2 separate regions of the Zea mays genome follow, and region 1 is linked to region 2. A link is a contact called in public Hi-C data. All regions are on one chromosome and are shown on one strand. Each heading gives the region's core, a stretch centred on a gene start, on an enhancer-like site or on the middle of the called end of the contact. The rest is flanking DNA. Distances are from core to core; before and after follow the strand shown.

Region 1 (7,069 bases), core at 3,028-5,527, 260 kb before region 2:
TTATTTCGTTTTATTTTATTTTATTTACTTTCTGTGATCATAGCTATTTTATTTTAAGTAGGCTAATCGTTGTTCATATGCCATTGAAATAGGAAGTTTAATTTAAAATTCCGTTATGCTAATTGATTCATGTAGTTAATTGTTTATCTCGTGCGATGTTGATCAACTTAAAATGATTAGGTTCCCACTAGTGCATATAACAGAATTCTTTTGTTAAGAACCAATTGTAATTGATCGTTAGTGCATAAGATTTAACCCCCTGCGAGACCCTTTCCCGTTTCTTTCTAACCATAACAAATGCGATATCGAATGTCATACTTGATGCATATTCGCTTTATTTGTTTCCTTGTATGGTGTACTGTTCTTTTGTATTAAATATGTGGATGTATGTATGTTTGCAATCGCATAGAGAACAATTCGGTCGAAGAGCCCGAGGAACCCGCAGGAGAAGCCCCTGAGCAGCAGTCGTTTGGTGGAGGCAAGTGTCCTTTGACCTATCTCTGTCCTATTCATTATTTAATTCACCTCCCGCATTACACCTTTATACCTAAGGATTGACTAGCTTTTGTTATCCATGTCCTTGTTTACCTATTTGGGTTGGATTATTACTGTTTAGCTTTATGCTATTGCTCAACTCTAATCAATGAACATGATGAGATTATCTATGATACGCTGTTTTCCCTTCTCTTATTATGATGTTGTACTTGTGGTATTCAAGGGGGCTCGAGCGGTTTCTCGAGTGCCTCTCCGTAAGGACCTGTTCTATGGATGACCGCCCGGGAAAACAGTGCAACCATGAGGGTGGAATGGGGTGCCCTTAGCTGAATAATTAGAGGATCCGGGATGTAGTTCACTTAGCCGTCGTGCCGTCAATGGGGCTCGGTGTATGCGGCTCGCTCTGCCAAGTTTGGGTTCGCCCCTTGGGGAGGAGTGCGGTGCATTTAGGAAACCTAACGGGTGACTACAGCCCCGGGGAATCTTTGTAAAGGCTACGTAGTGAAACCCTGCCTATTCACCTTGGTAGTGTTTAAGGGTTTGATCGGCCCGAGGCAAGAGGGAATCACGGCTTGTGGGTAAAGTGCACAACCTCTGCAGAGTGTTTGAAAACTGATATATCAGCCGTGCTCGCGGTTATGAGCGGCCAAGGGAGCTCCAGTGATTAGTGGTACTTGATCAGAGACATTGTGGTACAGGTGGTTATGAGATTGATGGTTTTGGTTATGACTATGGTGCTGGTAAGTGGTATTCTTTCCGTTTGGAAAGGGTACATCGGGTTAATAACTTGGGTTAATGCTAAAACTTGGCTTTCTACTAGTAAATAATAATCTGACCAACTAAAAGCAACTGCTTGACTTATCCCCACATAAAGCTAGTCCACTACAGCCAAACAGGATACTTGCTGAGTATGTTGATGTGTACTCACCCTTGCTCTACACACCAACCCCCCCAGGTTGTCAGCATTGCAACCACTGCTCAGGCGAAGATGAAGCTGTGGAAGGAGACTTCCAGGAGTTCCAAGATTACGACGAGTTCTAGGTGTGGGTTAGCGGCAACCCCCAGTCGGCTGCCTGTGAAGGCCGCGTTATCTACGTTTCTTTTCCGCACTTTGATTTATTGTAAGAACTATATGGACGTCTCAGACGTATGATGTAATCGACTATTTCCCTTATTAATACTATTTTGAGCACTGTGTGATGATGTCCATATTATGTAACTGCTGTGTACGTGAATAACTGATCCTGGCACGTACATGGTTCGCATTCGGTTTGCCTTCTAAAACCGGGTGTGACACATCCGCCTTATTTGCTTGTGATTTGTTTTCACCCTCTCTTTCGAACTCGTTTGTATTTCTAACGCTAACCCCGGCTTATAGTTGTGCTTAATCTTTATAAATTTCAGATTTGCCTATTCACCCCCCCTTAAGGCGACTTTCACTTAGTAGGAACAAGCTCAAATCGAAGCAGCATGAGGTCCCCGATCTGTGTAATCTCTCCCCCCTGTCGCTCCCAGATCGGCGAATCAAGGCCTTCTCGGTTGGGGATCGCAAAAATCAGATACATGCTGCTACTTAGGGGTGTTTGAATGCACTAGAATTAACAGTGAATTGACTAAAACTTTGCTAGTAGCTAATTTACTAAAAATAGCTAATAACTGAAATATTAGCTAAAGTGTTTGGATGTCTCTAGCTAATTTTAGTCACTAACTATTAACTATAGTGCATTCACCTCTTAGTTGCCCTCGGTCAGCCGGTCTTCTTGTTCCCTCGTCTGCCTCGGCGTCTCGAGATTTCGTCGCACCCAAGAAAAAAACGTGGGAGATGCGCGCTCGGATGGATTAGGGAGCAATGCCTCACGCGAAAATATGTGTGAAGAGAGATGCCGGATGCGGGACGCTAAAGAGGTGTTTAGTTTGAAGAACCAATTCATTCTAGACGAGGCGACGTATCATGAGTCTATTAGATAAATTTGATGGATGAAATCATTCTTTATATTAATACTAATTATTAGCTTATGAGGAATGAAATTATGACGGATCAACTCATTTTATTTTACAAACCAAACAAAAAAGGTTAGGAGTGATAAGATGATAGACTAACTTATTCCTCAAACTAAACACACTATATTTTCGGGCAGTGGCGTATCTAGAATTTTAATGTAAGGTATGTCATGTAAAGTTTTCATATATATATTTGATCAAACCATCTAACAATTTTAAACAATTTTTAAATCAAATTACACAATCAATTTAAAATTCGGAGGTTAAGTTAAAAACATAAACAATAAGTCTTAAATTTGGAAAGTAAGTTGACAATATTCATAAACTATAATATAAATAGATGAAAAGTTATATTGATAGTTTATATGACTTTTAGCTAAAACCTTATAAAAGACATAATTAATATTTTAATTATGTTACCTTTATCCACTTAAAGCATAATATTAAATGATTCAAAAATTATACTTGCACGGATTAAATCCTTAGCTCTCACGTATGATTATACAAACCGAGCTATTGATCAATTTCGATCATTTCCTACCTCTCGAGTGTCGAAAGCTTAAGACCTATAAAGTTGTTTGTGTGTTTCGTCATTTTTGCGAGCTTACACCTAGCAGTCTAGTCTCCAACTCGCGAGTCACATCCGTTGAAGAATCCGAACGATCGAGCATTGAAATGTTGGTTGTATAACCGTATTGTCCGTCTAACATACCATCTCAAGACTTTGTTAGATAAATCCTAAGGCTATAAGCCTGGACACAAAGAAAGCACAATTTGTAAGGCTATTAGTACAACATATCTGAGACTTAGGCTGACTCCAGCAAGGGGCTGCAAATGGTCTTGAAAGCTATATTTAGCGTTTCTTATCCTCCTGAAGCTGTCCAATATCGTTCTCTATCACGTCCGTTAAATTATAGCGCTTATCCTTCGCCCACTACATTTGGCGATTTATTGTGTATCCTCTATACGTCCAAACCTCTAGCTCACTGTTGTTCTCGTGATGAACTCGTCAGGACGCATGCGCGCGAATTGCCGGAGACGAGTAGCAGCACACACATCAAATCACCGAGAGGAGGACGAGCTCGCGCGAGTGCACGACGGATCGCTAGGGAGGAGCACCAGAATGTCGTGGTCGCCGACGAGGAGGACGAGCGCGTGACCTCTGGCGAGGAGGACGTGTGCAGCCGCAGAGAACACAGACGCGACAGTTCGCTGAGGACGAGGAGAGAGAGCGACCACCGACGAGGACGACGAACGACCAGTCACCAACGCCATGGAGGAGGAGAGCGCACGACGGGGACGAGCACCAACGCCGCGGCGGTGCACACAGAAGGGATTTTGGGGATTTTCACCCTTGGGGAATTCGAAATAAAATACATTTCTAATTTTTAATTTAATATATTGAGTACCAAATTATATGAAAAAGATAGAATAAATATTATATATAATGGATTTTTAATACTGTAGGTATAAAGGGCTAAATTTAGGGGATTTTGCTGGAGACTAAGAAGATATAAAAGACAGAATCATTTTAGAGTGTAGCGTAAAAGACATAAAATATTCTTTTAGGAGATAGAAATTTCTTAAACCAGTCGACAAATAGCGCAAAGTCAAATGTCTCAAAAAGTCAGTGCTGCGGTGGGCTGACAGATCCTGCATTTAATAAACCCGTCTGAACCGTAGACTTTGCCCATTCTCCTTTATTTTATTTTTTTAAATAAATTCTGGCACCGAGAAGAAGGAAACACAAGCAAAGCTAGCAAGCGCGACTGTCACACCTCTCCGATCAAATCCACATCGGAACAACCATTGAAAAGCACGCGATTCCTACCCGTCCTGTCGCCGCCATCACCACCGCCGGTCGGAGGTGCCTGTCGCCGCTGCTCGGCTCCGGCCCGGAGCGTCCCTCCCTCTCCTCGTTCCGCAGTTTTCAACGGCGGTTGGGCCCCGTCAAAAATCTAATCCTACTGTCTCTCTGAAGCCGGCTTCCTTGACTAATCGGCGGCGGAATCTCGCGGTCTTGGTTTGGCCCCCTTGTCTGGTTCCTCCCGATCGGTACTTGCCTGGTGGTTGATACCTTCTATTCTCTTCCCTTGTTTGGTGCTCAAAAGGGCGCAATTTCCACTTGGTTCTTGGTATGTTGGAGGTTGCCACCTTCTTTCTGCTTTGATTTTTTCTTCGGCGGGAGCGTCGTCAACGCGACGCCTCGAACGGGTAAGCTTCGTTCCATCTTTTCGGCATCCATTTACTTCGTTGTTATCGCCGGCGTCGGGTGGGAATGAGCGATATTCACGGCCATTCTCACATCTTTACAGGTGCTTGGCTGGTGGATCTATTGGATTTCTTGGCCCATCGACATTTGTCACCATGGGCGGCGTGTGTTCGGCGGGGATTGCAGGGGACAAGTCGCCAACGGAGCTCTCATTCCGAGCGATGGGGTTCGTGGTGGAGCAGGATTTCAAGGCCTTCTCAGCCGCCGGCAAGAACAGGACCGCGCCCGTCGAGGAGGCGGTGGATCCTAACCAAGTGAGCGATCAGTCTTTTCGTTTCTCTGACAAGGGCTCGCCGCCATCAACGAGTGGCAAGGTTCATCGCTCGGTCTCCAAGGAGGCCAAGACTGGGAAGCCTAGGAGAAGCGCCTCCGGCAAGGCTGGTCCAAGCAAGGCAAGTCTTTCCTTCTAGAATCTTGATTTACATGTGCTGGTATAAATTGCGCATCAAAATTGGTTAGTTCATTGTCGGGAAACAAATGTTAGATCCTGCATTGAGACTTAGGTGTTGTAGTACATTGTGTACTGTGTAGTGACAACATTTTTGCTGAAAACAATGTTACCTTATGATCTTATTGGTAATTAGAGGCACTAAGTTCTTACATTGTAGCATAGGGCATGCGCCAATCTATTGAGTTGTGTTGTGTATTCAGAGTTTTCAGACATGTTTCTATGGTTCAGAAGAAGCTTACTGTGCTAGATTTCCTAATGCTTCTGTTTTTCTCGACTCTTCTTGCAGGTTTCAGACATAGGCACAGTGCTTGGTAGAAAGAGTACCTCTGGACTTGGGAAAGCAGTAGAGGTTCTAGATAATCTGAGTAGCAGCATGTCAAGTTTGAGCCCTGGAGGGGGTTTTGTCGCAGGACCAACGACAAAGGGGAACAAAATATCAATCCTTGCATTTGAGGTTGCAAACACAATAGTTAAGGGCATGAGCCTCATGCAGTCTTTGTCCAAAGAAAGCCTGAACTACTTGCAGGACATGGTCCTTCTATCGGAAGGTGTACAACGATTAGTTTCAAGCAACATGGGTTATCTGATGAGAATTGCTGCAGCTGACAAGAGGTTTGCCAACAGATATGTTAGCATTTGATTTCTGTGATATGGTTTAGCAGATGTTGTGGCCCATCTTTCATGTTCCTAAATAACGAAAGGTTTCATATTCTGGTCACATCTTTGCAGGCAAGAGCTGAGGATATTTTCACAAGAAGTCATAAGATTTGGGAATCGTTGCAAAGATCCTCAGTGGCACAACCTAGATCGTTATTTCTCCAAGTAGGGTCCCACTGTTTACATGGCTTAATGATTGATTGCTAGTGTAATGATCTCACTAGTCCTTGTGTTTGTTTCCAGGCTAGAGTCAGAAATTACACCCCAACCACAATTAAAAGAAACGGCGAAAGCAGATATGCAGCAACTGATGGCCCTTGTTCGCCACACTGGTGTGAGTATCACACATGTTGACAAAAATCTCTAGTGTTCTTACAGAAAATAAATTGTGTTAGACTACATTTTGCTCACCTTTGCATGTCATGCAATCAGTATGATTCATGTAGCCATTCCTGATGTTGTTGCTGTTCCACTTTGCCCCATAGGATCTCTACCATGAATTACACGCACTAGATAGATTTGAGCAAGATTATCGCCGAAAGTTGGAGGAAGAGAAAAGATCAGTTACATCTGAAAGGGGTATGTCGATGGTCATCCATGTATCACCCTTGTCGCTTCAGATGCTATTTTTTCTGCCAGTCCAGTTCCCTGATCCTCATCACACTTAATAACCGACTCCCATGAATGAACAGGGGACACTGTTCAGATCATCAGACAAGAGCTGAAGAGCCAGAGGAAGCATGTACACAATTTGAAGAAAAAGTCTCTTTGGTCTAAGCCTCTTGACTCTGTGAGTAGTTCATATTCAAATCATGCACACGATGAAGTGCACAGATGACATTTTTTTTCTTCTTCTTCTCCAAATGATCTGTTTTCAACGGGCAAGATGAATGATGCAAACTGCATCTCCTATTTGTAGGTCATGGAGAAGCTTGTAGATATTGTCCACTTCTTACATGTCGAGATCCAAGATACTTTTGGGCCTTGTGGTAAGCTTGCTCGCTCACTTCTATACTTGCCATCAAACCAGTCATGGTTTTACCACCTAGTGATCAGTACTGACTTGTCTGTTATGCGCTTTTTCTTTTTTGTTCCTGTAGTTGGAGAGTCGAGCGAATCACAAGAGAGCCGTCAAACTTTGGGGTCTGCTGGTCTCTCTCTTCACTACGCTAATATCATTTCTCAGATTGACA
Region 2 (6,383 bases), core at 2,876-5,375:
AAGCGCTTGATGATGAGGGCCATCTCTTCATCATTGAGCCCGGCCGCCTCAACTTGCGCCACCTTGCTAGGTAGCGCCTCCTTGCTCCTCGTTGCCTTGAGAGCAATGGGTTGAAGCTCATGGATTGGACCGTTCAACGCGTCGTCCACGTACCTTGCCTCCTTGATCATCATTCGCCCACTTACGAACTTTCCAAGGACTTCTTCGGGCGACATCTTGGTGTACCTAGGATTTTCACGAATATTGTTTACCAAGTGTGGATCAAGTACAGTAAAGGACCTTAGCATTAGGCGGACGACGTCGTGGTCCGTCCATCGCGTGCTTCCGTAGCTCCGTATTTTGTTGATGAGGGTCTTGAGCCGGTTGTATGTTTGGGTTGGCTCCTCGCCCCTTATCATCGCGAATCTTCCAAGCTTGCCCTCCACCAACTCCATCTTGGTGAGTAAGGTGACGTCGTTCCCCTCATGAGAGATCTTGAGGGTGTCCCAGATCTGCTTGGCATTGTCCAAGCCGCTCACCTTATGGTACTCGTCCCTGCACAAAGAGGCTAATAGCACAGTAGTAGCTTGTGCATTTTTATGAATCTGTTCATTAATAAATATAGGACTATTCGAGCTATCAAATTTCATTCCATTCTCAACAATCTCCCATATGCTTGGATGGAGAGAGAACAAGTGACTACGCATTTTGTGACTCCAAAATCCGTAGTCCTCCCCATCAAAGTGTGGAGGTTTGCCAAGAGGGATGGAAAGCAAATGTGCATTTGAGCTATGCGGGATACGCGAATAATCGAAAGAAAAGTTTGAGTTAACCGTCTTTCGTTTGTCATAGTCGTTGTCTTCGTTGTCCTTTTGGGAAGAAGTGGACTCATCGCTGTCGTCATAGTAGACGATCTCCTTGATGCGTCTCATCTTCTTCTTCTTCCCATCTTTGCGTCTGTGGCTCGAGCCCGAGTCGGTAGGCTTGTCATCCTTCGGCTCGTTGACGAAGGACTCCTTCTCCTTATCGTTGATCATGATTCCCTTCCCCTTAGGATCCATCTCTTCGGGCGATTAGTCCCTTCGTGAAGAGAACGGTTCTGATACCAATTGAGAGCACCTAGAGGGGGGGGTGAATAGGTGATCCTATAAAACTTGAAACTTAAGCCACAAAAACTTGGTTAAGTGTTAGCACAATAATTGCCAAGTGGCTAGAGAGGAGTCTCAACAAAACACAATAACCACAAAGATATCAATCACAGAGATGGCACGGTGGTTATCCCGTGGTTCGACCAAGACCAATGTTTGCCTACTCCACGTTGTGGCATCCCAACGGACGAGGGTTGCAATCAACCCCTCTCAAGCGGTCCAAAGACCCACTTGAATACCACGGTGTTTTGCGTTGCTTTTCTTAATCCCGTTCGCGAGGAATCTCCACAACTTGGAGCCTCTCGCCCTTACACTTGAAGTTCACAAAGAAGCACGGAGTAAGGGAGGGATGAGCAACACACACAAGACACAAAATCAGAATGTCAACACGCACACAAGTCGCAACAAGAGCTCGCAACACAACCCGACGAGTTCACAACTCAACAAGAGCTCTAGATGCTATCACGAAGAAACAAATGCGTGGAATCGAAGTCTTGGTGCTTAGGAATGCTTTGAGTATGCTTGATGTTCTCCTCCATACGCCTAGGGGTCCCTTTTATAGCCCCAAGGCAGCTAGAAGCCGTTGAGAACATTCCAGGAAGGCTGATCTTGCCTTCTGTCGCCTGGCGCACCGGACAGTCCGGTGCACCACCGGACACTGGCCGGTGCGAATATCCTTCCTTATTTAGCGAAGCCGACCGTTGGAGTTTGAGAGCCGTTGGCGCACCGGACACTGTCCGGTGCCTCCTTCTAGCCGTTGGCTCGGCCACGTGTCCCGCGCAGATCGCGCGGCCGACCGTTGGCCCGGTCGACCGTTGGTTCACCGGACACTGTCCGGTGCACACCGGACAGTCCGGTGAATTATAGCCGTACGCCGTTAATTTCTTCCCGAGAGCAGCCAGTTCGCCTGAGCCAGCCTGGCGCACCGGACACAGTCCGGTGCACCACCGGACAGTCCGGTGCACCCAGACCGAGCTGACTTTGGCTGAACAGAGCCATCTCATTTCCAATTCAATCTTTCCTGTTTCCAGCACTTAGACACAATACATTAGTCCATAAAACAATGTACTAAGTCTAGAAACATACCTTTTGACATGATTTGCACTTTGTTCACCACATTGCATAGATCAACACAAAAGCACTTGCGTTGGCACTCAATCACCAAAATACTTAGAAATGGCCCAAAGGCACATTTCTCTTTCAGTATGTGAGCTCACTCTTACTGTCTCACCCCCCCCACAGGTCAAGAACAGGTACCGCAGGATGAGGCGCTTGGAGGATGCTGCGATGTGTTCGTGAGAGGTCTAGGCCGTCGTCTCCCAGTCAACTTTGGGTTGCTGGACCGTTGTCTCCATATAATGTATTTATTTATTTATTTTGTACAAAACTCCTGTTATGTAGTAAAAATGTGACATTCGATCCTGTGCCATGATTCATCATATGTGTGAGACTTGGTCCCAGCACACCTGGTGATTATGTTCGCGCCCGGGTCTTGGTGCCCCAAAATCCGGGTGTGACATCCACGCGTTATCGAGGCCGCTGTGCCACGTGCGTGGAAGACGCCATCATGAAGCGCCGTTTTGTCGGAGCCGGACGTGACAGCATAGGCGGAGAAGACATGACTACACTGTCCATACCCCTGCGCACAACAACATATCAGCCTATGCCGCAACCTACGCCTGCGCTTGTGCTCCGACTAGACGTGGCAAGGGCGTGACAAGCCAGGAGATCTACACGGAGGCCAAGAGAAGATATCCGTCCAAGCCACCACTTCGCCTTTTGCATATCTAGCATTAGATTTACCAGGCCCACTTGTCGGGGCTAGACCGCTATGTACGTGTATCCCTTAGGCTATAAAAGGGAAGAGCACACACCCACCAAGGGTTCCAACTCAGGCTTTTCACATGGCAGACTCCCCAGGAGACCCTCAGACACATACTGACTTCCGTTCCTCATGCAATACAGCTCACAGAGGATATAATGTATTACGCTCCGGTAGCCCGAACCATTGTAACCCTTGTGTTTTGGAGTTATTACAACTAATCAGGCAATCTCTAGACTCTCTCTAGTTAACAGGATTAGACGGGTGCACTCCGTCACCTGGCTAGAGTGTCGTCTCCGACATCCGACAGAGATAACGTTATAAGATGTAGACAGGGATGGTAATGGATCGTGATCCAAATGCTTCTTCTCAAAATGGTAGGGCCCTAAATAATTTGTAGTTCAAAAATAAATAGAAATAGAGTCCATTGTCAGCTCTAGATGTAGGTAACGGGCACAAAAAAAGGTGTGGTAGGAGCCGAGAAAAGATCAAGATTCAAGATGAACATCAACACACGAGCTCTAGATGTAGGTAACGGGCACAAAATGATCTGATCCTTAAATCTTATAGTGTAAAATTTAGAGCCCATTGTCAGCTCTAGATGTAGGTAACGGGCACAAAAAAAAGGTGTGGTAGGAGCCGAGAAAAGATCAAGATTCAAGATGAACATCAACACACGAGCTAAAAAAATGAGATTCGGCAAAACCTCCAACTCATACTATTTGCACTTTTAGATAAAGTATTTTTTTATAGAAAATAGAGACTATTTAGGGCCCGTTTGTTTCCTTTCATTTCGAGAAATTGAAATCTTACTAATTAAATAGACTATTTTTGTAGAATATGACATTCCACTACTTTCCAAAGTTATCATATAAGCCTACTTCAAATTCATGAGGTGAGAGATGGAAATGGATTCTATAGATTTACATGCTATTTTTCTGATGTACAACTTATAGCATATTCTTCTACTTGCGCCTCTATAACATAAATGTAGTATATAACTATCTCTCTCATATGATTTAGGATAATATACAAATATATTACATATATAAATATATAAACTTAATTAGTTTTGTCTAAATTATAATTATTAAAATGGAATTCAATTACAACGAAACAAACGGGCCTTATTGTAATTTGGTGGAGATGCTATTCCATTAAATACAGTTGCTCGCTAAATCACAACTATTCCGCAAAACAAACAAGTACGAGGAGTCGAGGACTGCAGCTGCCCCACCAAACGCCGACCTGCCGGGACATGGCAGCTGCGGCGCCGGCCGCGGGCAAGGGAAAACGAAAGCGCCACCTCTCCGAGGACGACGTCTGCCTCCTCCAAAGGTCCGTCCGTCCGTCCTTCCTCCTCCTTACGCCTAGGGTTTTACTTCACCGCTCTCTCCTCGGGCAGCTCGCTTTCTCCTAGGGTTTTACTTCACCGCGTCGCTTGCAATCCTTCTCCCCCCGCACAGGTACAATCCGGGGACGATCCTGACGGCGCTGCAGGAGGTGGCGCAGCATGCGGAGGGCCGGATCATCGACTGGAGGGCGGTGGTGGCGAAGTCGGCCACGGGGATCACCTCCGCCCGCGAGTACCAGATGCTCTGGCGCTACTTAGCATATCACCACGACCTAAACGAGAGCATCGAAGCCGGTGACCTGCCTCTGGTTTGTAATCCTACCCCACCCAAACCCTAGATTTTGCTTTCCCTTTTGGATTGGCTTGCAAGGCGCCAAGGCATCAAGTAGCTTGGACTTCTGTAGTGGTGATTGTTTGGATCTTAAGGTAGCACACACAGGATTTCGGTCTGTTCTTGTGTTGGCTGCTCCTTCTGTAATTCGTGCTATATTTTTTATGTGCATCTTCTTGACAATTGTAGGGCGATGACAGTGACCTGGAATTGGAGCTTGAACCCAATCCCAGCGAGACCAAGGAAGCTTTATCTGAGGCCTCTGCATTGGCCAAGGTATCACTTCATGTCTGGAAACCATACTGTAGGATGGTCATTCCGATTTTAGAACGTATGATACCAAATCCTGTTTAGTGCTCCTTTTTTTCATTGAATTGACGATGCTCTAAAATATCCAGGATGAGCGAGAGGCACCTGCTTGTGTAGCATTGCCTGCCATTTTTCAATACCTTATTTTACCACGATCAAGTATCCGGAAGTGTTTAGAACACATACACTTATTCGTAAGTGTAAAGGCCGGGACACTGTTTCTTTATCTAAAAAAAGTATACTGATGTGCTGCGCTATTGTGATTGACTTGCTCAAACTAATCTTTTACTGCAACCTTATCCAGAATGGTTGTAGATGTTAGACCACTGTTTAGGGTTAGGTTAGGGTTTCCCTGTATTTCCCTGATTACCCCTATTGTCATGGGCTTTGGCCCACCTAACTCCTATATATAATATACTCCCAACCCAGGATTAGGGTTAGGGTTTCACATATTCCAACAATAGAAGCCTCACTTTATTCCAAGTTCCAACAGACTTGATGCAATGTTTTGAAATTCAAATAGCAAGAAAAAAAATCATAGGGCCAGTTTGGCAGGGCTCCTAGAGCAGCTTCCAGGCTGAATCCAGCTTCCAAACAGTTTTTATACTGAAGTGATTCTTTGCTGATTTTGTGAAGTGATTCTTTGAAATGAACTAGGAGGCTGGGAGCTGGAGAAAGAGCTTCTCCATGATTCACTCCATGTCCAGAATCACAGTATGCATAGAGTTTATTCTAGAGAATCATATAGAATCAATTTCAGTCAGAGAATCACTTTTCACAGAGAATCTGGAGCAGGAGGAGCTCTACCAAACTGGCTTTTAAGTTTAGAGGCAGCTTTGTGGTAGTTGTAGAGAACTGGTATCTGTTGGGTAAGGGTGGGATGCACCAGTCGCTGATGGCCTGATGCCCAGTAGGTGCCCGTGATGCCTGGCAGCAAGAGTCATTGCAGTTTTACAGCCCATGAGACGCAGTACCAAGCGGAGGGACACATCAGGCTCAGGTAGGCATGCACTGGACTATTGGAGAGAGAACCAGTGCTGGGAGCCTGGGAGCATCAATAGTGTTGGAGGAGCTACCCATAGGTGGCGGTAGGAGGTTGGGGTGTCTGGTAGCTTGCGATGTTGGGATTTGGGTGAGGAGCGGGGTCGGATGCCAGAGGGGAAATGCTGGTGTGAATGATGATGCTTGCTACACATGTGGGTGGGTGTGTGCTTGTCAATTGTCATGGGCTGAAAAGGCCTGTAATCAGGTGTCGCGGAATGCTGATTGGGCTAGCAAGGAATCAAGGATAGTGCTATTATTTTTTCTCTAATACACAGGAGAGCTGCGTATAATTGTATTAAGAAGAGGAAAAGTCCGATACAAAACCAGTCCTCTATCCCGGACAAAATAGGAGATCCTCAACCAAAATTACAAGACTACAGAAACGAGAGCGAGACC

Evidence for each region. A called contact is a pair of places that touch in the nucleus more often than the background predicts.
Region 1: a contact with region 2 is called in a Hi-C map of leaf, with 9 times the contacts expected there. The contact joins the promoter of LOC100381939 here to the promoter of LOC103627275 in region 2. A contact is called at or near these places in 2 of 25 Hi-C or Micro-C datasets (ear and leaf).

Annotation. Positions count from the first base shown.
Region 1 is chr5:175,353,456-175,360,524 of Zm-B73-REFERENCE-NAM-5.0, reverse strand. It overlaps LOC100381939 (putative protein of unknown function (DUF668) domain family protein), which reads left to right and starts at 4,277. Exons shown (of 13, transcript NM_001174713.1): 1 at 4,277-4,710; 2 at 4,812-5,160; 3 at 5,506-5,831; 4 at 5,949-6,041; 5 at 6,120-6,210; 6 at 6,362-6,455; 7 at 6,569-6,666; 8 at 6,796-6,865; 9 at 6,977-7,069. The coding sequence starts at 4,864.
Region 2 is chr5:175,092,245-175,098,627 of Zm-B73-REFERENCE-NAM-5.0, reverse strand. LOC103627275 (putative MYB DNA-binding domain superfamily protein) reads left to right here and starts at 4,125. Exons shown (of 6, transcript XM_008647564.3): 1 at 4,125-4,287; 2 at 4,416-4,611; 3 at 4,824-4,910. The coding sequence starts at 4,208.